2 separate regions of the Hordeum vulgare genome follow, and region 1 is linked to region 2. Evidence: chromatin contacts called from public Hi-C data. All regions are on one chromosome and are shown on one strand. The core of a region is the stretch at or near the end of the contact, and the rest is flanking DNA. Distances in the headings are between cores, read along the strand shown. Region 1 has its middle 22 kb from the start of LOC123452967. Region 2 has its middle 210 kb from the start of LOC123452967.

Region 1 (3,453 bases), core at 431-2,930, 190 kb after region 2:
GTGGACAAACTAAAGTACTCAATAGAAAATTGCCTTCTATGCTTAGGGTTGTTTTAAATATAATAGTAAATTGAAAATGTGGGAAGAATGTTTGCCTCATATTGAATTTTCTTACGATCCTTTAATGCATTCTACCACTATGATGTGCCCTTTTGAAATTGTTTATGGTTTCCTATCTTGGGCACCTATTGATTTGTTGCCTCTTCCATCTTCGAAGAAGGTTAAGTTTGATGCTAAACAACGTGTTGAATTGATCTTAAAAATGCATGAGTTAACTAACTAAAATATTGAGCATATGAGTGCTAAATACAAACTTACGGGAGATAAGGGTGGAAAACATGTCGTGTTTGCACATGGAGATCTTGTTTGGTTACACTTATGCAGAGATACGTTTCCTGATTTGCGCAAGTGAAAGCTAATACCAGGTGCTGATGGTACTCTTAAGGTGTTAGATAAAATAAATTATAATGCATACAAATGTTGAGTTGCCTGCAGATTTTGGGGTTAGTCTCACTTTTGACATTGTAGATTTGAAGCCTTATGTTGGGGATGAATATGAGCTTCCGTCCGACAGAAGACTTCAATTCAAGAAGGGAAGGATGATGAGGAAATGACTACCACAGTTACACCCACAATCCATGTTGCTACACATATTGAATCAATTACTAGATCTCGCACACGCGAGTGAAAATACCAGGTACTTTCGTTTCTTGATAATGATTCTAATGTTCATGGGAATATGACGTTGCGTAAATGGATACATTTGTTTTGCTTACGAACGAAGGGTCTAGCATGGACAAGGAGGGTGAACATTGGAGTGTGATCAAGCGTGGGGATGAAGGCGCGCGAAAAGGGAACCAGAACGGAGTTTTCAGTGGAGTTTTCAACACTTTAAAGCCACTATGATGACATACAAAAACATGAATGAAACATACAAGATGACCTTTTTAAAAAAAAATCCATAGTTTCTTTGTTTCTTTTAGGTGTTGCGCCACCTATTTTTGGTTCATGTCCATGTAATTTCTAAATACACTTAATAAGTTGTTTTCACAGTCTATATTAATAGAGAAGACAAAGTTAGGACAGAATTTAGTCCCACCTTGTCAAGGGTGGACGAAATTCCCCTCTGCCCTTGGGATTATTTAGAGTTGGATTTTGTTTAGATTAAAGTTTATCATAGTTACAACTCGTGTTCTTTGTTTGTGTTCAACGACCAGATCAAGACTAGATCATAGAACCCTACTTTCTACTTTGATTGGTGAAGTTTTCCTCTTCGCGATATTCAGATTACAAATTTAGTTTCTTACTTGTTCTTTATTTATGTGCACGAAATAGACCCACGTGATCAAATTGATCGTGTTCCGGCGTGATTGGTAACCTCTCTAAATTGATTTAGCGACTGATAATGCGCAATGATCTGCACATTTATAGTCAGGTCGTTAAAGGTGACTTCCATAAAAAATGATAGCTACCTCTCATCCAAACATCCGGACACGTTACCCTCTATCAGCGCCCATGACCTTTGCTCTGGCAGGCATACATGTATTCTACTCGGGTGCCCAAATCAACAGCACATGCTTGCCTAGTCAGAGTTGAGAAGCACACCGTTCTCCGGCCTCATGCGCTCCACCGCTCGCTGTGTCCGCAACGCCTTCTACGTCCTTGACCTCGCCACATCGGCATGTATGTTGTGTGTGGCACACATCGGCTTAAGAGCGTGGTAGCTGGCTGCTCGGTCGCCGGTGGTGGTGCGAGGCACGCATAGTGTCTCACTGTCGTAACGACCAACATAGCGGTGCATCATAACGGGGTTGACTTTTTGCCATGTGGGCCTTGATGGTAGATCTTGTATTCCCTCATTTCTGGTTTATATGGCTTATCTTAAAAAATAATTCATTATATTGATTCATTTTGAATCTAGTTGAGTTAAAATGCTTTGAGTCTCACAATATATTTAATTCATAAAAATAAAAAAAAATAGTGGCTATGCATGCAGTTTTTTCTACGTACATCACGTAAGTCCAATGAAAAAAAGGATATTACATTTATTGTTTTGAGAATTAAATATGTGAAAAATATTTTATTGGTTAGTTAGAACTAGTGTCATTCACTAATAATTTATCTTGATTAATGATATTTCATATTTGAGCCCTATAAACCAAATAAGGAGGGAGTATGTCCTAATCACCCTTAGTTTGAGCTCAAGCAGTCTTCAACTTAAATCTATAGTTTGTAGCCAAAAGTTAGAACCAACTTGGTACTTCTATGGGTAGAAAAAATTAAATGATGACCATTTCTTCGGTACCCTATACTGCTAGGCATGACCTCAGCGGTATAATAAAATCCCACCATTGATTTACTTGGGTTAGTATAGGCATTTCTACTTCTAAAAAATTAACATGAAAGGGTTTTGAGAACATGAATGGCTAAAGGTCATTGTTACTCGGACAAAATGTCAGCCCATAGGGGCTCAAAAATAAATTTGGGGCTCAAAAAAATGTCAGCCCATTTCGTAGATAAGTCGTGAAATTTGGAATTCACCTCCGAGAGGCGGTTGTTGTTGCTGCCGCGTACTTGAACTCGCTGAAACCACCGTCACGACCTAGCCAACCTTGCTGTCGCGTGACCATTGCCCTTGTTTCCCGGCATGCTCTCCTTGTTCCTCGCTTGCCACCGCCGCATTCGAACTAGGTGGTCACGGTCTCATCGACCATGGCGCCCCATCCATGCACGTCCGAAGAAGGAGAAGCACCTAGGCGGCCGTCGGAACACTAGTCGACATGCGCTACCACTGTATGGAAAAGGAACTTGATCTTTAGAACGATACGCCAAGCAGGCTAAAACATTTCTTCTCCCTAAAACACCCTCACAACATGTATATTGTTCCACAGAAAGCGGCTGGTACAAACAGTACTATTAGGGATGTTGTTGACCCAACTTCGGCAGTATAGACCAATCACCACCATCGAATTTTGAGAATGAACCGCCCATATTCATCACAGCACATCATAAAAGAACTCAAAGTGATAGTCTAGTAAGTCACAAACCTATAAAGTGATACCACGGTTATTACACTAACCTGTAGGGGTGGAAACAGATTCATACAAGAACTAATAAAACCACATAACTAGCCCTACAACTCGATTGTTGTAACAAATTCATACAAACCAGCCCGAACTGACCATGTGGCGTGCCAAGTGCAGGGTGTCGGGTGACAGAATCACGCATTTGCAGAAACCCCTTGTGTTTGACGAAATCACGCATTTACATGTAGGGATGCCCGTACATAACATTTGCACAAAACCCCCTATCGACGCCTCCGAGGCAAACCTTTCAAAAACCTTCTCCTTTCGTGTTGGTCTTCACCTCGACGTTGTCAAGGCGAACCATGGTGATGCGGTCGTGGCCGATGAGTGTGGCAGCATGGAGCTGTGGCGAAGGGAGCCTGCTGAA
Region 2 (3,404 bases), core at 225-2,724:
CGGCGTCGTTTCCTTCTTGAAGGCATCGCCGAGGAGAAGTTCTAGACCACTATCTGCTACCTTCGGAGGAAACCCTAGATCGATAGATCAGAAGACGGCGGCGCGCTTGTGTCATCTCCCCCTTGGGGGCGTCATTCTTGAAGGTGTACGCGGACTCCGGGGACCAGTGGATGTTTTCTTCGGTGGACGGTGCTTGATCCTGCACATTCAAGGCGATGGATCTCGATGGCGTGGCGCCCTGGTGATTTGGCATCTGATGTGCGATGATGGACTCGCACAAGAGGGCAACGCTGTCTGGCATCATGGTGACGTCGACGGCTCCATCAAGGTGGATGCGTTAGTACAGTTCTGAAGATGGATTGGTGGCAGTTGGCGGCGTCGACCTCTGAGTGTGCGTCAGACCAGTGGGTGTCCCCATAACCAGCAATGGCTTGGTTGGGGCCTCAGGTTTTAGATGTTAGGTTTGGCTGCGAGACTATCAACATCCCTTCATCAACTGTATAGAAATAGCGACGTATGTTGCCTAGACGGTGGTTTCAGTCTTACTGATGTATTACTTTGTAAGGTGTTTTGTGAATAATTAAGAAAATAGCTGCATACATCGTTCAAATGCAGAGGTCAGGGGTCTTCCTACTTTTTCTTAAAAAAAAGAATTTGGACCACCACTACCCCATAGAAGAAAGTTCAGGTTAAACTCGGTGAGAGATCTCACTTCCTTTAATGATTGAGAAACCAACTTTTTGAGACCAGACTGGGTATTTGAATGACCAATTTTGAAGTTGTTGAACTTTGAATTAAGATGTTCTACCTCCAAAGCATGAGAGAAGGATCATATCGGCATATTCTGGTGTGAGCTTAATCTTGGATCCAATAAATTCAGCAACCATGGGAAATTCAGTGAGGGATGAAGATGCTTCCGACGAATAGCTGTGCGTAGGTTCAAAATTGAACCTCAATAAATCCGGAAGTTTGAATTTTAAGCGTGTCACCCCGAATATTTTTTCATGGCAACTTGAATTGACGCGAGGTGATAACTTTAGTGATAAAACATGTCAACTTTGTCCCAGTTTACTAACTTCGCCTAATTAATTCGTTGACCTCTTGCGAACTAAAGTTGTCATAAAAAATGTTTGAATTGTCATGCTCCGACTCAGCCCATTCCGACGATTTGGTCACTTCATTTTCGCTGTATAGGCCTAAATTATGAAGATAAACATAATGCGTTGAGGATTCAGAGTGGTTCATCCCCAGACGCAGCCCGGGCATCGACTAGCTACTGGCTTCTACTTCCCCTCAGATATGCCGCATCCTGAACCGAGACGAGACGCATGGACGGAAGGAAGCGAGCGTGGCAGGACGGAAGCGGCTTTCACGCACGCACGCACGGATCGGTGGCCCTTTCACTATCTGCACTGTACGCGGCTCGGTCTGTTAGGCTGTCGCGGTCGCGAAAGGGAGAGCGCATGCAAAAGTTGGCATCGCTGCGTGTCCTGTCGGAGACGGATGGATCGATCGAGAGCAATCATATCCTCCCCTATCACATGTGTTTGATCCACTTTTCGGGGAGGAAGGAGAAGGAGGAGATCGTCCACGATGCTTCCCCGAAGCAACCCGTTCATCATTCTCCCATGATCCATGCACGCGTGTTTGCATATGCATAGGATCCCTTTTTTGCAATCCCGTGGAGCCGGCTGGTCGCTGTTGATCTTGCTGCGGTTCGAGCACCTACAGTTGAGATTTGGAGCACGCACCCAACAGCACTGAGTGCTGGCACTTGTATCTGTTGATGAGATCTTTGTGCCCATGTTGCAAAAGCCGGCCGAAATTGTTCCCCTAATCATGGGACCATATGTGTGCTGCTTACCCAAAGTAGCTAACAAATTGCAGCTCCCATGCGAAGCTAGTATTACTACCCCAACCCCCACCCCCCCCACATTCTTTTTGAGAAGGACGTTAAACCCTCGGCTTCTCTATCACTATCATGCACACACACATCTCTATTCCTAATGGCAGTTGATAGCCTGATACCAATTTATTTTGGTATTTCGGTTTTATTTTTGTCACACCTTTTATCACCCCTTTCCATTGATTTTTTTGTTCACCGATTTATTTTCTCTTCATTCTTTTTTTCAAATTAATATTTTTCTAACGTACAAAAGATCACATATTTAACTTTTCTAACTGATCTATCTAATTAATGTAAAAAAAAAGAAAGTATCTCTTTCAAAATTGCATGTATCTGTTTTCGTAGAAAAAGAAGACAATCTTGCCACTCTTTTTTTCGAATCAACACTTTCCTAACGTATAAAAGATCACATATCAAACTTTCCTAACCCATCTCTTTGCTCTAATTAATGCAAAAGAAAGGAAAATATCTCTCGCACAATTGCATGTATATCTTTTTTCAGAAAAAGGAGAGAATTTCTATGTCCATTGTGTGTATCCCTTTCTTTATTTTCCTAATTATTATTGTTCAAAATTCTCAGTAATGTTGTGCCTCGGTTATCGTGCCAAGAATAATCTCTACTCCTAAAATCTGAACGCCTAGGTCGTCATTCATTTCGTTCATTCCCACTACCCACCGACCCCCCTCCCATCGATCTTCCCCTCCCACCAATCACCATTTTTTTCTATCCCACAAAATATCGACCGATGAACAGAAAACCTGGAAAAACCCTTACGTTGAAACCTAATGTACGTCCTCCCTCCCAATCTCCTCCCGCAGCCACCGCAAGCACCTTTCCTTCCCTCCTTCCTACCTCCACGCCTCCTCCCCTACCGTTGCTACTCCACTCTAGCCTTGATCCTCCACGCGTGCTGCTGGGCCACGCCGCCGTGTACCGGGTAATTCGGTTTCTATACGCTAGTCCCTCCGCCCCGGCTATCCGTCGCGTACGTGAGGGGCATCCATCTAAGGCATCAGTGTAGGTCGTGCAACTGGATATGCTATATCGTGGTGGCCATCGACAAGGGAAAGCCCGCGCCCGGGCGCTGGGATGTGGTTGTCGCATGGTGTGGCATGATCCAGACTCTGAAGCTGCACATATGCTTGGTGCAACACGGTTGGATCTCTATCTACACCCTTGCCGACCCGGCATCCACCAAGAACAAGGAAACGCAAGAGGTGAGGTAATCTTGTGAATACGATGAAGGTACTATCACGTACATGGTACACACGATTCAATGTTGAGCTCACTGCAGCTACATGCTCGTGCAACTATGGGTGTCAGGTGCGGGCTGAGGTGCTTGGTTGACACGTATAAAGACCATGGATTGTTCATCTTCATAGGTTAATTAATGAACTCTATTTTAAAGGTTTACTTCTTACATGGACAAGTAGGTGTCTGTCACACCCTCTGTTTTGCCTTACTTTTCTAAATTAACATAGCTTAAAAAATAGGACA

What was found. Hi-C and Micro-C count contacts between places; a contact is called where the count stands out from the background.
Region 1: a contact with region 2 is called in a Hi-C map of leaf, with 7 times the contacts expected there. The contact joins two enhancer-like sites. A contact is called at or near these places in 3 of 6 Hi-C or Micro-C datasets (leaf and seedling).

The regions. Positions count from the first base shown.
Region 1 is chr5H:296,387,996-296,391,448 of MorexV3_pseudomolecules_assembly, forward strand. No RefSeq gene overlaps it. Among protein-coding and RNA genes, the nearest start is that of LOC123452967, 22 kb to the right of the region's middle. Within about 2 kb of position 1,681, at least 1 of the 3 cell types and tissues checked has open chromatin away from gene starts, as enhancers often do. A contact at or near this core is called in leaf, where this site is marked.
Region 2 is chr5H:296,196,272-296,199,675 of MorexV3_pseudomolecules_assembly, forward strand. No RefSeq gene overlaps it. Among protein-coding and RNA genes, the nearest start is that of LOC123452967, 210 kb to the right of the region's middle. Within about 2 kb of position 1,475, at least 3 of the 3 cell types and tissues checked have open chromatin away from gene starts, as enhancers often do. A contact at or near this core is called in leaf, where this site is marked.